Linked DNA regions of Mus musculus: region 1 is linked to region 2. A link is a contact called in public HiChIP or PLAC-seq data. All regions are on one chromosome and are shown on one strand. Each heading gives the region's core, a stretch centred on a gene start, on an enhancer-like site or on the middle of the called end of the contact. The rest is flanking DNA. Distances are from core to core; before and after follow the strand shown.

Region 1 (7,364 bases), core at 208-2,707, 43 kb after region 2:
AAATAACTGGTCCTGTGGGATCCAGCGGGGGGGGGGGTGGTAGGGGGTGGGAGGGTGTCTTTGGGTCTTCAGCAAATTCCAGTACTGAGCCTATGGATGAAAGTAGGGACAGGTGACTGGATGGAGGATCACAGGTAAGAAGTGGGAGCAGGCTTTATAGCCATCTTGACAAGGCCCTACCCCATGCAGCTTAGCCATAGTTTACATGATGGGCTTTGGTGGAGTCTGAGAGGCAACCAGATTCAACGCTGCTGCATTTTCCTCTGGAAATGTTTTGAGCCTGTATACTGGCTAGTTTTGTGTCAACTTGACACAGGCTGGAGTTATCACAGAGAAAGGAGCTTCAGTTGAGAAATGCCTCCATGAGATCCAGCTGTAAGGCATTTTCTCAATTAGTGATCAAGGGGGAAAGGCCCCTTGTGGGTGGGATCATCTCTGGGCTGGTAGTCTTGGGTTCTAAAAGAAAGCAAGCTGAACAAGCCAGGGGAAGCAAGCCAGTAAAGAACATCCCTCCATGGCCTCTGCATCAGTTCCTGCAGCTTCCTGACCTGCTTGAGTTCCAGTCCTGCATCCTTTGGTGATCACCAGCACTGTGGAAAAGTGTAAGCTGAATAAACCCCTTCCTCCCCAGCTGCTTCTTGGTCATGATGTTTGTGCCGGAATAGAAATCCTAAGACAGCCTGTCTCTTAGCCTCCTGCCCCAGGTTCTAACTCCTGAATCTTCCTGAGTTTCCAGGTTTAGGGCTTCCAGTACCCTCCAACACAACTCTCAGGACTTGCTTGCCTGGCTCCCTACCTAGGATAGCTGAAGAGTGAGAAAACATATCTTGGGGGGGGGGGGGGAAGACAGGGCCCAAGGCAGAGGCGCTTCTGAAGAGGAAGCCCAAGCAGATGCTGCCCTCCACATGCAGTGGGGGAGACAGGCAGGAGCCCCAAACATGAGCTGGATGGAAGCCCATTCTCTTGGAAGCAGCTGGGCAGTTCTAGTGTAGACAGTATTCAGTATACAAAAGATGGTGGTCAAAAGGAACCCGGTTGACAAGACACTTTGTGTATCCTGCAGGCTGTTTCCCTTGACTCTGTCTTCCTGGTTTGTCCCCCTGTCCATCCATCCATCATTTCAGCTTCCCAACTTGGGTTGAAGTAGGTGGCCCCAATGGTCTCCTAAGTGAGGTATGAGGCGTGAGGAGCCCTCCTGGGCTGCCTCAGGTTGGGGACAGCCGCCAGCACATCCTCCTCACCTCTTTAACCTATTTAGTGAATGACTTATGCAATTGAAAGAAAGAAAAAAAAAACCCCAAACCAAACAACAACAGTAACGCAAGCAAGCCACAGCCTCACTGAGTTCCACCAGGAAAGTTAACTTTCTTGGTGGAAAGAGTGATACAGAGCTTAATCCTGTTTAGCTGGCACAGGCAGCTGCCACGGCTCTGTGAAAAAGAGGCGCGGCTGGCCTGACTCAGTGGAAGGAAGTGGTGTGTTTCCATCGCTGAACTAAAAAACAAGGTGGTTTGAGGAACGGCCTGCGTGTCTTTGGCATTTCCCTGTCTTGTTTATGAAATGAGGTGGGAATGAAGTCAGGGTTACTCTAATCTCGTCTTTTACAAGAAACCAAGAAGCCCTCGGTGGAAGGCAGGCTGGAAGCACTGGGGAAACTCAAGGGCAGTGGGACAAGCAGGGGGCTGATATGCTGCCTGCCTCTCCAACAACTGAATTTTAAATAGCCGGCCACCCTTGCCTTATCATTGAATCGTAGGCCAAGAAGTGATCTTATTTAAAACTGGACACACACACACACACACACACACACACACACACACACACACACCACTCTCAAGACCCAAAAGAACATAGGCACACACTGAGGGGGACCATGTGAGGATAAAAGGAAACATTATCTCCAAGCCAGAGAGTCTTAGGCAACCAGCCCAGTCTATGATCTGATCTTATATGTCAGCTTTAGGGATTATAAGCAAACGGTCTGCAGTAGTCAGTGCTGTGCAGCCTGGTGTTTCTTACAGGAATTCAGCATGCTTTCTAGAGTCTGATTTTTGCAAAGAAGCCTAAAACCTATTGAAGTGGATCCTCATTTACAGCTGAGGAAAATAAGCTTCCCTAATTTGGGCCCTCATACCCAACAGGAACCAGTCCTATTTCCCAAGTGTCCCATACATGCCTGATTGGGAGGAACAAGGGTACAGGAAGGTGTGTGGCCAGGTGGTTTCAAATGGGGACCAGGAAAGCACAGAGCGGCTGTTGCTAGTGCCCAGGAAAGGGGCAGAGGCAAAGGAGGCAGAATGGGCTGACTGGACTGGTACCAAAGGTGGCTGTGGGTTGGGTCTCTGGGCCGAGATCCAACTTCCACTGTAGAGGGTGCCCTGCCTGGTCAGGAGGCCATGGTAGAAAAGGGGGCAGTGACAGGCTACCCCAGTGTCAGCGAGGACAGGATGAGAGCCATGGGAAAGCTCTGGCTGCCCCTGACTTAAGAAAGGGATTGTCGTATCTGTGGTAAGACAGAGAGGGGAGGACCAAGAAAGATCCTAGGCATGTGTAACTGCCCATCTGATGATCAGAGACTTGCCAAAGGAGCTGTACTGCCAACACTACCTGGAGCTGGGGCATGGCTACAGTGCCCAAGGTCGTGGCATCAAGACCCTAGAGCTGCCAAGAACAGTGCCAGGGAGACAAAGAGAAGATAGTGGCAGGGTGAGGAGAAGAAGCACAGGTGACCAGGAAAGAAGTGACCAGGAAGCCAGGGAGAGCCATATCTCATGGAGTGCTGCCAGGACCCTGAGTCAGTGATCCTGGCAGCTGCAGTTTGGGAGTAACCGATGAAAGTCAGAGAGACAAGATGAATTGTCAGAATGCTGAGTCCGGGTGATTTGAGGAGTGACTATACGGAGGAGAACTGAGGGACTTGGCCAGTGTAGGGGTGCCCTGAGAAGAGAGACTGTTTCTTGAGGGAACTAGTGAGGCGTTTGTGCCTGTGAGAACGATGCGGTACAGAGAATACCTGCTAATGCAAGGGGTCATGTAGAACCACAGGTTATAACAGCCTGGAGGGCATGCAACGGGGCCAAGCGCCACCTCCCACTTCTTCCCCACTAGGAAGACCCAGTTCTGTTCTCCTTCCAAGAAGCCATGGCACTTACGGGAGGCCCCTAAAGTGACTGAGTTCTCACCAAGCAGAGATGTGACATTTCCTGGCAGGTGGGGTGGTTTTTCCACCCTCCTGTGAGCAGAGACTGCAGGAATTTGCCTGTCTTTCTTCTGACCCCAGACTTACCACCATGCACAGCAAGTACTTTGGGATCTTAAGGAGACTGTTTGAAAATCAGAGTAAACAAGCGGAAAATGACAGTGGGTTGGCTACTTGGTGTCCCTGGCCACTAGAAACCAAACGCTAGCCTCTCGTTAGGTGAGACCGTGAATGCCACATGGGTCAGCTTTTTTCTTTCTTTCTTTCTTTCTTTCTTTCTTTCTTTCTTTCTTTCTTTCTTTCTTTCTTTCTTTCTTTCTTTCTTTCTTTCTTTCTTTCCATGTCTTTGATCTTAGAACTAGAGCATAGAGTGTCCTCACCTATGTTCTGAAAGAGATCTGACAGCATTGTATCACATCAATAAATAACTGAGAAAAACCAACCACCTTAGAAAGAAGAAGGGTTTTCCGAGGGTCACTTGAGAGGGCTTCGCCTGTGGTGTGCTGACTTCCACTGTAGTAAGCACTATAACAGCTTGTCACATGGTGGAGGGATACCACTTCCCTCCTGGCTGGGAGTCAGAGGCAGGCTAGGAGTGCTACAATCTATTTCAAGGACACACTCCCAATGACCTAAACCTTAACATAAGTCCTATTTCCATTTACGAGTCCACTACCTCCTTGGGGACCAGTCCTCTAGCACATGCACACTTGGGATTTGTATTTCAAAATAATTTAACTTTTCCTTTAAATATTTAAAATGTGTGAAGGAAGACACCTACGCCTAGGAGTTTCTTTGTGAGAGGAACATTAACTATAAATACAGTTGTACCTGTTCAGGTTATTGAATTCTTCTCCTTCTTTGGAATAGGGTCTCATACTATAGGCCATACTAGTCTCCAATGTACTATGTATCCTGGGTTGGCAGGAGAGGCTGAGCAAGGCAAGGGTGATGGTGTGAGCATTCAGGGGCCCTGGGAGGCATGAGGTCCATCTGGCTAGTGGAGATCTTGAAGGAAAAGGAAAGAGAAAAGGAGAGATATGAGACCTGGTTTGAAGACGGAGGCTTTGATATTCTGAAACATAACATTCTCTTCGGTAGTGGAAACAGAGCACTTGTCACTAGAAGGGAGGATGCTAATTTCATGTCGAATGCATTCCCTGCCTCTAGAGCAGCGGCTCTCATCCTTCCCAATGCTGCAACCCTTTAACAGAGCTCCCCATGTTGTATTTCGTTGCTACTTCATAACTGTAGTTTTGCTACTGTCATGAATCATAATATGAATATGTGATATGTAGGATATCTGATATGCCATCCCCAAAGGGGTAGTGACCACAGGTTGAGAACCACTATCCTAGAGGATGCTGTGTCAATGAGGGGCAAAGGGCTCCCTGAGTCCCAGGGCTCTTCACGCTCGCTGGAAACCACGTGAGCACTTGCTCATCTCCAGACTCTTTCCCAAGTCCCCTCTTCTTGCTTTCAGGACTGGTCCTAGCGAGGCACCTGTACTCTAAAGCTCTTTGGGGATAGAAACACTCAAGCACCACTTTCACTTTTAACATGCTTAAATGGCCCTCAGTCCTTCCTAGCAATTTACTTTGAGGTAACTTCAGACAGACAAAACTGTGAAGACCATACACGTTTGGTTTCCTCTAATGTTAACATTATTTTCACAAGCATTGTAGACTCATGCCAACTGGACTTAGTGCTACTAAGATACAAAATTTGCCTCCAGATCTGTCTGCAGCAATTATGCCATTTGCAGAGCAGCCACCAGCAGGAGACCTGCTTTTTGTTTGTTTGTTTGTTTGTTTGTTTTACTGCCCCCAAATTTCAATGCATTTGTGACATCTTGGATCTGCAGGTGCAGCTGAACGGGAAAGAGGGAGGAAACAGGAGAGGTGGGAAGCACGCGCTGTCACCTCTGCTCTTGATGATGGCCCTCTGAGGGGTGAAAGTGCTAGCAAAACAATTCTGTTGTGGCTTGCTGTGGGGAGAGACCAGCTACTTGATAGAAATGGAGATAATGGTTGTGGGATACTTTACAGTTTACAGAGCTTGTCACCAAATGACTAAAGGGTGTCCAGAATCGGAGTGTGACTCACTGTGAGTCCTAGAGCAATGAGGGATGAGGAGCTCTTGGTGATGACCTGGTCCATCTCCACCAGGCACAGAAACAGAACCTGGGCGAGGGGGGGGGGGGTCAGTGCTGGGAGTTAATTCTCCATTCTCCAGCATCACAGCCGAGGAGGGAAAGACTGCTTACATCGGACCTTCCAATACTGCTCTGCTAAACATTTTCAGTGCTATCTCCAGAGTACCAGCTTCTGTGGTAAAACTCCTAGCTAGGACAGAAATAAGGCAGCCACCCTGTGCTGCCCTTCTGATGAAGAGTTAAAGGGGGTGCATTTGAGGATCTCAGACATCATTCCCAGGTCATGCAAAGCCTGCCAGGCCAAGAAGCAGAACTCTGCTGGAGTTGAGGGAGGCCTAAGGAATCCCAAGTTTGGGAATATGAAATTTTAATTCTTTTTCACTCTTTCCTGAGGGTTCACCCTCAGAGGTGCAGACAGAGTTTTATGAAATCCTGTTTTTACTCAGGACATTCTTATGCTTAATGACATAGTGCTCCATGGTTTTGTTTTGTTTGTGTTTCAAATGGTATCTTCATGCTTTTGAAATATTCAGAATAACTCAAGTTTCATCTGTGAAGCAAAGTATCAAAATAAATAAACGCTTTTTGGGAGAAGGGGGAGGCAAAGTCTTTATGACATTTTCTTCAGATGAAAGAACACTGAGGTCCCCTGAAATAAAGCAGTTGTGGTCTGCTCTGTGTGTGTGTGTGGGGGGGGGGGAGGTTAGGGGGTCGTTAGGGGGGGAATTTGGAACCACCAGAATGATGGTAGAATCATTTGGTACCAGCTTTGGGTACCAAACAGCACATCTCTCAACCTGACCCTCACTGTCTCCTTCAGGTGGCAGAACTCATAGATCAGAAGCAGGCGTGTGTATGGGGAAGTAGAAGCCAGGCTTGTCGAATACACTGACTGCATGTTACCAAGAGTAATGACTGATAGCCAGAGTGACTTTTCTACTACAGGGGAGTACAGCAGAGAAAGACAGTCTCATGGCTTGTAGTGAAGTACAATCCTTAAGGACAGATACTTGCCCAAGTAGAAAGTGTGCAGGTTGGTCTACAGGCTGCCGGGAGGACTCCCCACATGTAAAGCTGCTCCCTGCCACTGGGGACAACCTGGCATGCTCTTAAGAGCTGCATTTCCCTGAAAAGTGAAAGCAGGAAAAGCAGTGTGTCTTAGTAGCTAAGGTCTTCACATAAAACCAGAGACATTGAAACTTATAGAGGAGAAAGTGGGGAAAAGCCTTGAAGATATGGGTACAGGGGAAAAATTCCTGAACAGAACAGCAATGGCTTGCTCTGTAAGATCGAGAATTGACAAATGGGACCTAATGAAACTCCAAAGTTTCTGCAAGGCAAAAGACACCGTCAATAAGACAAAAAGACCACCAACAGATTGGGAAAGGATCTTTACCTATCCTAAATCAGATAGGGGACTAATATCCAACATATATAAAGAACTCAAGAAGGTGGACTTCAGAAAATCAAATAACCCCATTAAAAAATGGGGCTCAGAACTGAACAAAGAATTCTCACCTGAGGAATACCGAATGGCAGAGAAGCACCTGAAAAAATGCTCAACATCCTTAATCATCAGGGAAATGCAAATCAAAACAACCCTGAGATTCCACCTCACACCAGTCAGAATGGCTAAGATCAAAAATTCAGGTGACAGCAGATGCTGGCGTGGATGTGGAGAAAGAGGAACACTCCTCCATTGTTGGTGGGATTGCAGGCTTGTACAACCACTATGGAAATCAGTCTGGCGGTTCCTCAGAAAACTGGATATAGTACTACCGGAGGATCCAGCAATACCTCTCCTGGGCATATATCCAGAAGATGCCCCAACTGGTAAGAAGGACACATGCTCCACTATGTTCATAGCAGCCTTATTTATAATAGCCAGAAGCTGGAAGGAACCCAGATGCCCCTCAACAGAGGAATGGATACAGAAAATGTGGTACATCTACACAATGGAGTACTACTCAGCTATTAAAAAGAATGAATTTATGAAATTCCTAGCCAAAT
Region 2 (6,752 bases), core at 806-3,305:
CAACTAAAAAGAGAAACCGGGGTATGCTGTTTGCAAGGAACGGTTGAAACTGGAACTCAATATGTCGTGTGGTGTGAAATAAATGTGTGTCTCACATGTTTTCCCATGCTGGGGGCAGGGGTAAGAAAGTAAAAGGCAGACTGGTTAAAGACATGGGGTGGGGAGGGCTGGAGGGACGAGTGGTAAGAAATGGCGACAGAGGAGATGAAGGTAATGTCATAATGAAACCCATCACTGCTGTGTGCAACTAATAGATGCTAATAAAATAGGAAGTTTTAATGATTTAGGTAGCTTATTGCTTGCATTCACCTCACTGTTAAACTATCACTTCTGGGGGATCCACACAACGAGCGAGCGAGTAAACCAGAAGATGGCGTTGAAGATTAGTAATCATATCTTTTAAACAAGATAACCATGTGAAGTCTCAAAAGGTTTCTTGTAATGACTGTTGTTTAAACTTCTGAAAACAGAGGATGTAGATTGGCTGAGGAAAATGTTGAAACCGCCTAAGTCAAGGTAGAAGACACGTGTGTCTAAGTGAAAAAAAGAAAAAAGAAAAAAAAAAAAAACCAAAAACCTCGGGTTGGCTGCTTCTGTCCTTAGTCTGTGCACGCTTTGAAGAAATGTAATTCCTCAGCAGCAAGGCTGTGCTATCTGAAGCTACAATCTCTGCTTTGCTCCGAGGTGTGTCTCTGGTGACCGGGATAGTTCCCGACAGACAGAAGGTGTTCAAAGAATATTTTTGAATGAATGAAACCCCAAAGGAAGAAGAGGGGAAAATGGGTGTGACCAAAATTTTCTTTGAACGAAACTCTGTTGTTTACTACCAGGGCTCTGACAATGGAAAACTAATTGGGGTGAAAGAACGACATGGCATCCTGTTAATTTCTGAGAAAGCCTGTTGATGTTAGGAAAAAAAAACATGCCGGTGGGCATCTCTGCACCAGTTTTCCTGTGGCCAAAATCAGATGTTTCTCCTAAAGTCCAGAACCCAGGATGGAAGATTAAAAGAAAAACTGAGAAACATGTGAAATGAAAAAGTTGTCAAATCTTTACAAACGCTCCAAGTTGACCTGTGGTGGTGGTAATCTAAAATGATACAGAAACTGGTAGTCTGCTTGCTTACCTGAAAACACCAAGATAACATATAAGCTCCAGGCATCCAAGCTGAGCTGGAGAAAGTCAGCGGCAAAAGCTCATGGAGTTTACATATGAAGGTCAAAGAAAACACGAAAATAAAGTAAAACCTTCAGTCAGCCTAGCTGTTCTATTTGGGGCATTGGTACCTCACCGGCAACTGCCTCCCACGAGGCTGAGGTTAAAATTATCATTTTAAGGTGAATTGACATCCGGAAGCGCGCTAACTACCTGAGTACTCAGGGATCCCCCATCTCTTTTATGTTGCCATGATTGAAACTTTGGGGACTGTGCTTGTCTGAGTCATCTCAATTCGTCGGTTTCATTCACCCAACATGTATAAGCGTTTCAAACACAGTATTTGGGCCACGGCTTATAAACTTGCCTTTCTATTTTTCTTTTTAGTGAGCGTGATATTCTCTAAACGCTCAGAGAGACAAGACTCCGCTTTGCCCAAGGATGCTCCCGACCTCTCTCAGTCTATCTCTTCTGTCACATGCTGTGAGAACCAAGTTCCCTGTGCTCCAGACTCTCCATCACTTCCCAACCTGGCCATGAGCAGTTAGTAGTTATCAGCTATGCTCAGTGCAGATTCCAGTATCCCCTTTGCATGCCTCCACCTTCACAGGAACGGGCCATACCGACTTGTCCCATCCGGTTGAGGATTTCTGAGTACATCAGAGTCCCCAGCCCCCTCCACAGGAGGAGCTGAAGAAAGCCAGGGTTTGTCTGAAGTGGGACAGCCCTTGACCCGGTGGGCTCTAGTCCGAAGCTCCTGTTCCTGCGGGACACCCAGGCACAAGGCAGAGGTGGGGGGCGGTCCTGGGTATGGGCAAGCCACGCCCTCTCAAGGCGGGGCCGAAGCGCCCGCCCTGCACTCCGCCTCCGGCTCTATAAAGTTCCTCTTTCTCACCTCACTTTCCTAGTTTCACCACTTGAACTTGGGACCCTTTGCTGCCCTCAGCTAAGAGTGCGGGTGAGGTAAGGCCTGTAGTCGGGCAGAAGGAGGAGTGTGAGGCTGGTGGCAGAGGAAGCCTGGCTTCCATCTCTGAGCCTGAGGGAGAATGCTGAGATAGCGGACCCAGGCTCCGCTCATCTACGCTGCCCTAGGACCTGTGCACTTCGGGTTTTGTATGAAGCTGTTTGGGTGGGAGTTCCAGAACATCCCCCACGGGCTGGGCGGGACGAGCTAATGGGACTGTGGTGTCATCAAAGGATCGCACTGGCCACAGCTTGTCCTCAGAGGGACAGCCTCTGACTCTCTCTGCTCCAGTGGAAAGCTCCTTTCCAGCCCTGGTTCCTAAAGGACCCAAACTCATCTAGGGCTCCAGAGCGTGATTCCTAGGCCGGGCAGCCAAGAAGAGCTGAGAGCTCCAAACTTAGGGTGCTCAGAGCCCCTTTCCCCGCATGCCCCTTCTTCACTTCTCTGGCAAGAGTGCTAGTGTTGCTGTCCGCAGCACCCCTTATTCCCAGCCTCGGCTTCATTCCTGCCAGGGTTCACGCTGACATTCTGCAGGTTGGAATCTCCTGTTTCTTGGCTGCGCTGCTTGCCCCATAACCAGACTTCCACTTGTTGCTTCCAGGACCCACGTGATGGTCTCTGGTTGGGTAGGCCTGGGGTTATTCCGAGGACAAAGTAAGGGTGTCATAGAAGAAAGTCAAGAGAGTAAGCTAGGTACCGCAAACCTGCATGGCAGGGACACAGGACCTGGACAAGGGCTAGTCCATGTGCCAGGTCCTTTTCGCCTGGGGCAGCCAGGGCAACCTAAACCCAGGAAGGGGCAAGTGTAGAAACAGTGAGGGAAAAGTGGGATGAAAGCTACTTGGATCCAGCACAGAGGGACGAGTGAGCAAAGTGAGCGCCCCAGCGTGGCGCAAGACTTGGGATCTGCAGAGAAGCTGTGTAGCTAGGAGCTTTCAACGGAGCGTGTTAATGTAAATGTAAATGAAGAAATTACCTAATTTTTTTAATAAAAGAAAGAACAGACAGGCAAAAAAAAAAGGAGGAGGAGGAGGAGGAGGAGGAGGATGGTGCGCGCCAAGGGATGCTCTCTATACCTTCGTCAAAGTACCTTCTCTTGGGGGACTTCGGAGACTCTGGCACTGCACCCGAGCACCTTGGCAGCCTCAGAGACTCGGGGCCTCGTGGGCACTGCAAGAGTTTGGGACGGGGCTTCCTCCCGCCTCCAAAGTGATGCGAAGGTAGTTGCAGGGAATGTGTGTCTCTCCTCAGCGCACAAGCCCAGGAGGAGGTCCGCACGCGTCATGAACTTGGAGACGGGCAGCCGGGGCTCAGAGTTCGGCATGAGCGCAGTGAGCTGCGGCAATGGGAAACTCCGACAGTGGTTGATCGACCAGATCGACAGCGGCAAGTACCCCGGGCTGGTGTGGGAGAACGAGGAGAAGAGCGTCTTCCGCATCCCGTGGAAACACGCGGGCAAGCAGGACTACAATCGTGAGGAGGACGCTGCCCTCTTCAAGGTTAGCAGCATTCAGGGATCCCTGGGCAGGGGTGGGGGTGGGGATGGGGAATCTGAAAGCTCTGAATGTCTGTGGCTCCCGGGCAAGGGACTAAGAGGTGGGCTCCTGCAAGGAGGAGGCCAGAGCATCAAGCATTGGACCCTGCTTAGGCAAAGTCCCCAGGAGAAGGGAAAGAGGTTGCAAACTCTCCGGGGATTGCATACACAAGAAACCAGGTCCCAATACTGTTTGTGTGGAGGAAAGAACTTCCAGCTTCAGGGGCATCTCTGGGGGACCGAGGTTCCGTTTGCATAGCCCATTCGCTGTTTCCTGCCACCACCACCGACTGCTAGGGCCACTCTCTGCTTCCCTGTCTCTCTGTGTTTTGTTATTTTTCTGAGTTTCTCTCTCTGGGTTTTGTTTCTTTGATTGGGCACCTCTACTGTCTGGTTCTAGTTCTAGAAGCTGCGATCTCTGATTTTCTTTCTTTGAGTAGCTTTGACTATTCCGAGTCTTTCTCTGGTATCCCCCTCCGACCCCGTGTGAGTCCCTTAGGACTGATGTCCCCAGAGAACTGGCTCACTGAACTGTGAAGCCCCCAGCCTCCACCTGCCAGCAGGCCGAGGAAGGGGACTTCCTGCGGGAATTTGTTCAAAGTACCTCTGTGATTTTGTAGATGTCCTCTCTGGGGCCTGCCCCCTCCACAGCTCTGTCCCCAGTCTTGCCCACACTTGATTCAGGCGCTGGGCGTGTACAGCCCATACTAGGGGTCTCAGGACCCCACTAACATCATGTTCCACATTTCAGGCAACAGCAAATTTGAAACAGTAACCTTCCTTGCTGAAATGCAATCCATAGAATTCTTTTGACGCTCTGGGCTTGACTTTTCTTCTCATCGTTCTTAGGCTTGGGCATTGTTTAAAGGCAAGTTCCGAGAAGGGATCGACAAGCCAGATCCTCCTACTTGGAAGACAAGATTACGATGTGCTCTGAACAAGAGCAATGACTTTGAGGAATTGGTCGAGAGGAGCCAGCTGGATATCTCTGACCCATACAAGGTGTACAGGATTGTTCCAGAGGGAGCCAAAAAAGGTAAGGGGTTTTCCCAGCCCAGGTGGCAGGATAAAGGCATTATGGCACTCAGAGAGCCCTTCTTCCTAGAGACAGTCACGTCCTACCTCTGCTGTAGGTTAAGCCCAGATGTCCTTTTGCCCATGTCCTCTCTGTTATAAGTGACAACCCTGTGGTGTTAGTATAGGATGACCTGGCAGACTTTAAGCCCCATGGGTGTGTGGGTTATGCACTTGAAGGCATTATTTTCAGTTACTCCATTCAATTAGGATCTGGATCAAATTTCCAAACAAAATCTGGAAAATCCATTAAATGTTTACTTACCTAATATCCTCTAGTAAGCATTTTCAAGAGGAGAAAGCACATCCCACACCCCATACATATTCACACTTCTTGTAATAAAACTGCTAGAGTTTCTGGTTTAACATGGCCTGCTAGGGTGGTTATGAATATTCAGATCTTGAGTTCCCTCTCTTCCAACTAGTCTACCTCAAGCAGTGCTCAGGAATCTGCATTTGGTTCCAACCATACAGGATGCCTTAACTAGGTACCATCTCACAACCAGAAACCACTTGGTGGATCACAGGGATCCTGGGTGGTGTTTCCTTCCCTGGCTGTCACTCACAAGTCAGCAAATGTTTAATCAGTTTAATGGCAAAGACAAATATCTCTCTAAGAAATTGCTTGAAAAACAAACAAACAAACAAAACAAAACAAACCTAAAATACCCGATTGGTTAATAGGGCTATGCATTCTAAGAATTAAGTGCATAGGTACTTTTATAAGATTTAAGTCAGTTCCTTGTCTTACTCTGTGTTCTCTCTTCCTTTTCCCCAAACACACAGGAGCAAAGCAGCTCACTTTGGATGACACACAGATGGCCATGGGCCACCCCTACCCCATGACAGCACCTTATGGCTCTCTGCCAGCCCAGGTATGTGGTAGACTCTTGGTCTTGTGGAAGGCTGGCCCATGCCCTTTTGACTGGCTCCACACAGAGAGGCAAACACAAATGAAAAGTGTAGGGCTGACTTCTTATTTGCTATGGCTAGTACACACGCTGAACAAAAACTTGGTCAGAGAAGGATGTTTCAGTTCCAGTGTGGTGTCACTGTCCCTGACGCCACAGTTTTGTTGGGGAGTTTGATGTGTCCCACCTGTGGAGAGAGGCTTCCACTGATGGTCAGATCTTCTGGGAATCAGACCTTTTGTGGAAGTCAAAGGTTTTGGAAGTAGTACTTTATCATGTGAAACCGCAGAGCAGCTGACTTCTCTAGGCGTCCCTGATGTGAATTACAGTACTGTTTTATTCACTTTGGTGGCTTAAAAAGGGCAGATTTCACTGCGGTATTCTTGGTGCCGTGTTCAGCCATATGATGAAGCCTTACAAAAATCACAGCTTTATACAATGTCCTCATTGTGCTTTCAGACCCTCTATGGCTGTTTTTTACCTAGTGTGATAGACAGTCCATGTCACTTTTTGGGCAAAATGACTTGGCTGCTGGACAAAAAAAGGGGTTCCCTGAGGAGTTTGGGTGATATGAAATGACTCCGACACCCACTGATGTCTTCCTCTTAGCAATCCCTGTGCTCTGTCAGCAGGTTCATAACTACATGATGCCACCCCATGACAGGAGCTGGAGGGATTATGCCCCTGACCAGTCACACCCAGAAATCCCATATCAATGTCCTGTGACGTTTGGCCCACGAGGCCACCACTGGCAAGGCCCATCTTGTGAAAATGGTAAGGATTGTGCCAGGGCAGCAGACAGAAGAACAACCTGAGCTCGGGGTGTGGACAGCACCACAGGGCTTTTCCCTACCATTGAGATACCAGAGACACATCATATGAAGCTGCTACTGTTGTTGTTGTTGTTGTTGCTGCTGCTGCTGCTGGGGTGGTGGGGTGGTGGGGTGGTGGGGTGGTGGAGTGGTGGTGGTGGTGGTGGTTGTGGGGTGTTGGGGTATGTTGCCTTGTCCTGTGAAATGTTGAAGTCCTTAGATCCATGATAGGCCTCAGTCTGTGTGGGGACTTAACTAGAAGACCCCAGAGATCATTCCAAGTAGCTGAAAAGTGCCCCATT

The links. HiChIP or PLAC-seq counts read pairs in DNA pulled down with a chosen protein or histone mark.
Region 1: a BATF HiChIP or PLAC-seq map of CD8 T cells shows a contact between it and region 2, with 38 read pairs. The contact joins the enhancer-like site here to the promoter of Irf4 in region 2. A contact is called at or near these places in 2 of 39 promoter capture datasets (the 3T3-L1 cell line and macrophages), 15 of 484 Hi-C or Micro-C datasets (CD4 T cells, CD8 T cells, CD8 central memory T cells and 6 more), 6 of 115 datasets of contacts at active chromatin or transcription factors (the 230-238 cell line, CD8 T cells, memory CD8 T cells and 2 more) and 2 of 9 other capture datasets (adipose tissue and liver).

Annotation. Positions count from the first base shown.
Region 1 is chr13:30,791,039-30,798,402 of GRCm38.p6, forward strand. It overlaps a transcript of Exoc2 not described here. Among named protein-coding and RNA genes, the nearest start is that of Irf4, 45 kb to the left of the region's middle. Within about 2 kb of position 1,458, at least 66 of the 459 cell types and tissues checked have an H3K27ac peak or open chromatin away from gene starts, as enhancers often do. A contact at or near this core is called in CD8 T cells, CD8 central memory T cells, Th17 cells and 6 more, where this site is marked.
Region 2 is chr13:30,747,178-30,753,929 of GRCm38.p6, forward strand. Irf4 (interferon regulatory factor 4) reads left to right here and starts at 2,056. Exons shown (of 9, transcript NM_013674.2): 1 at 2,056-2,118; 2 at 3,371-3,618; 3 at 4,503-4,689; 4 at 5,514-5,602; 5 at 6,268-6,412. The coding sequence starts at 3,403.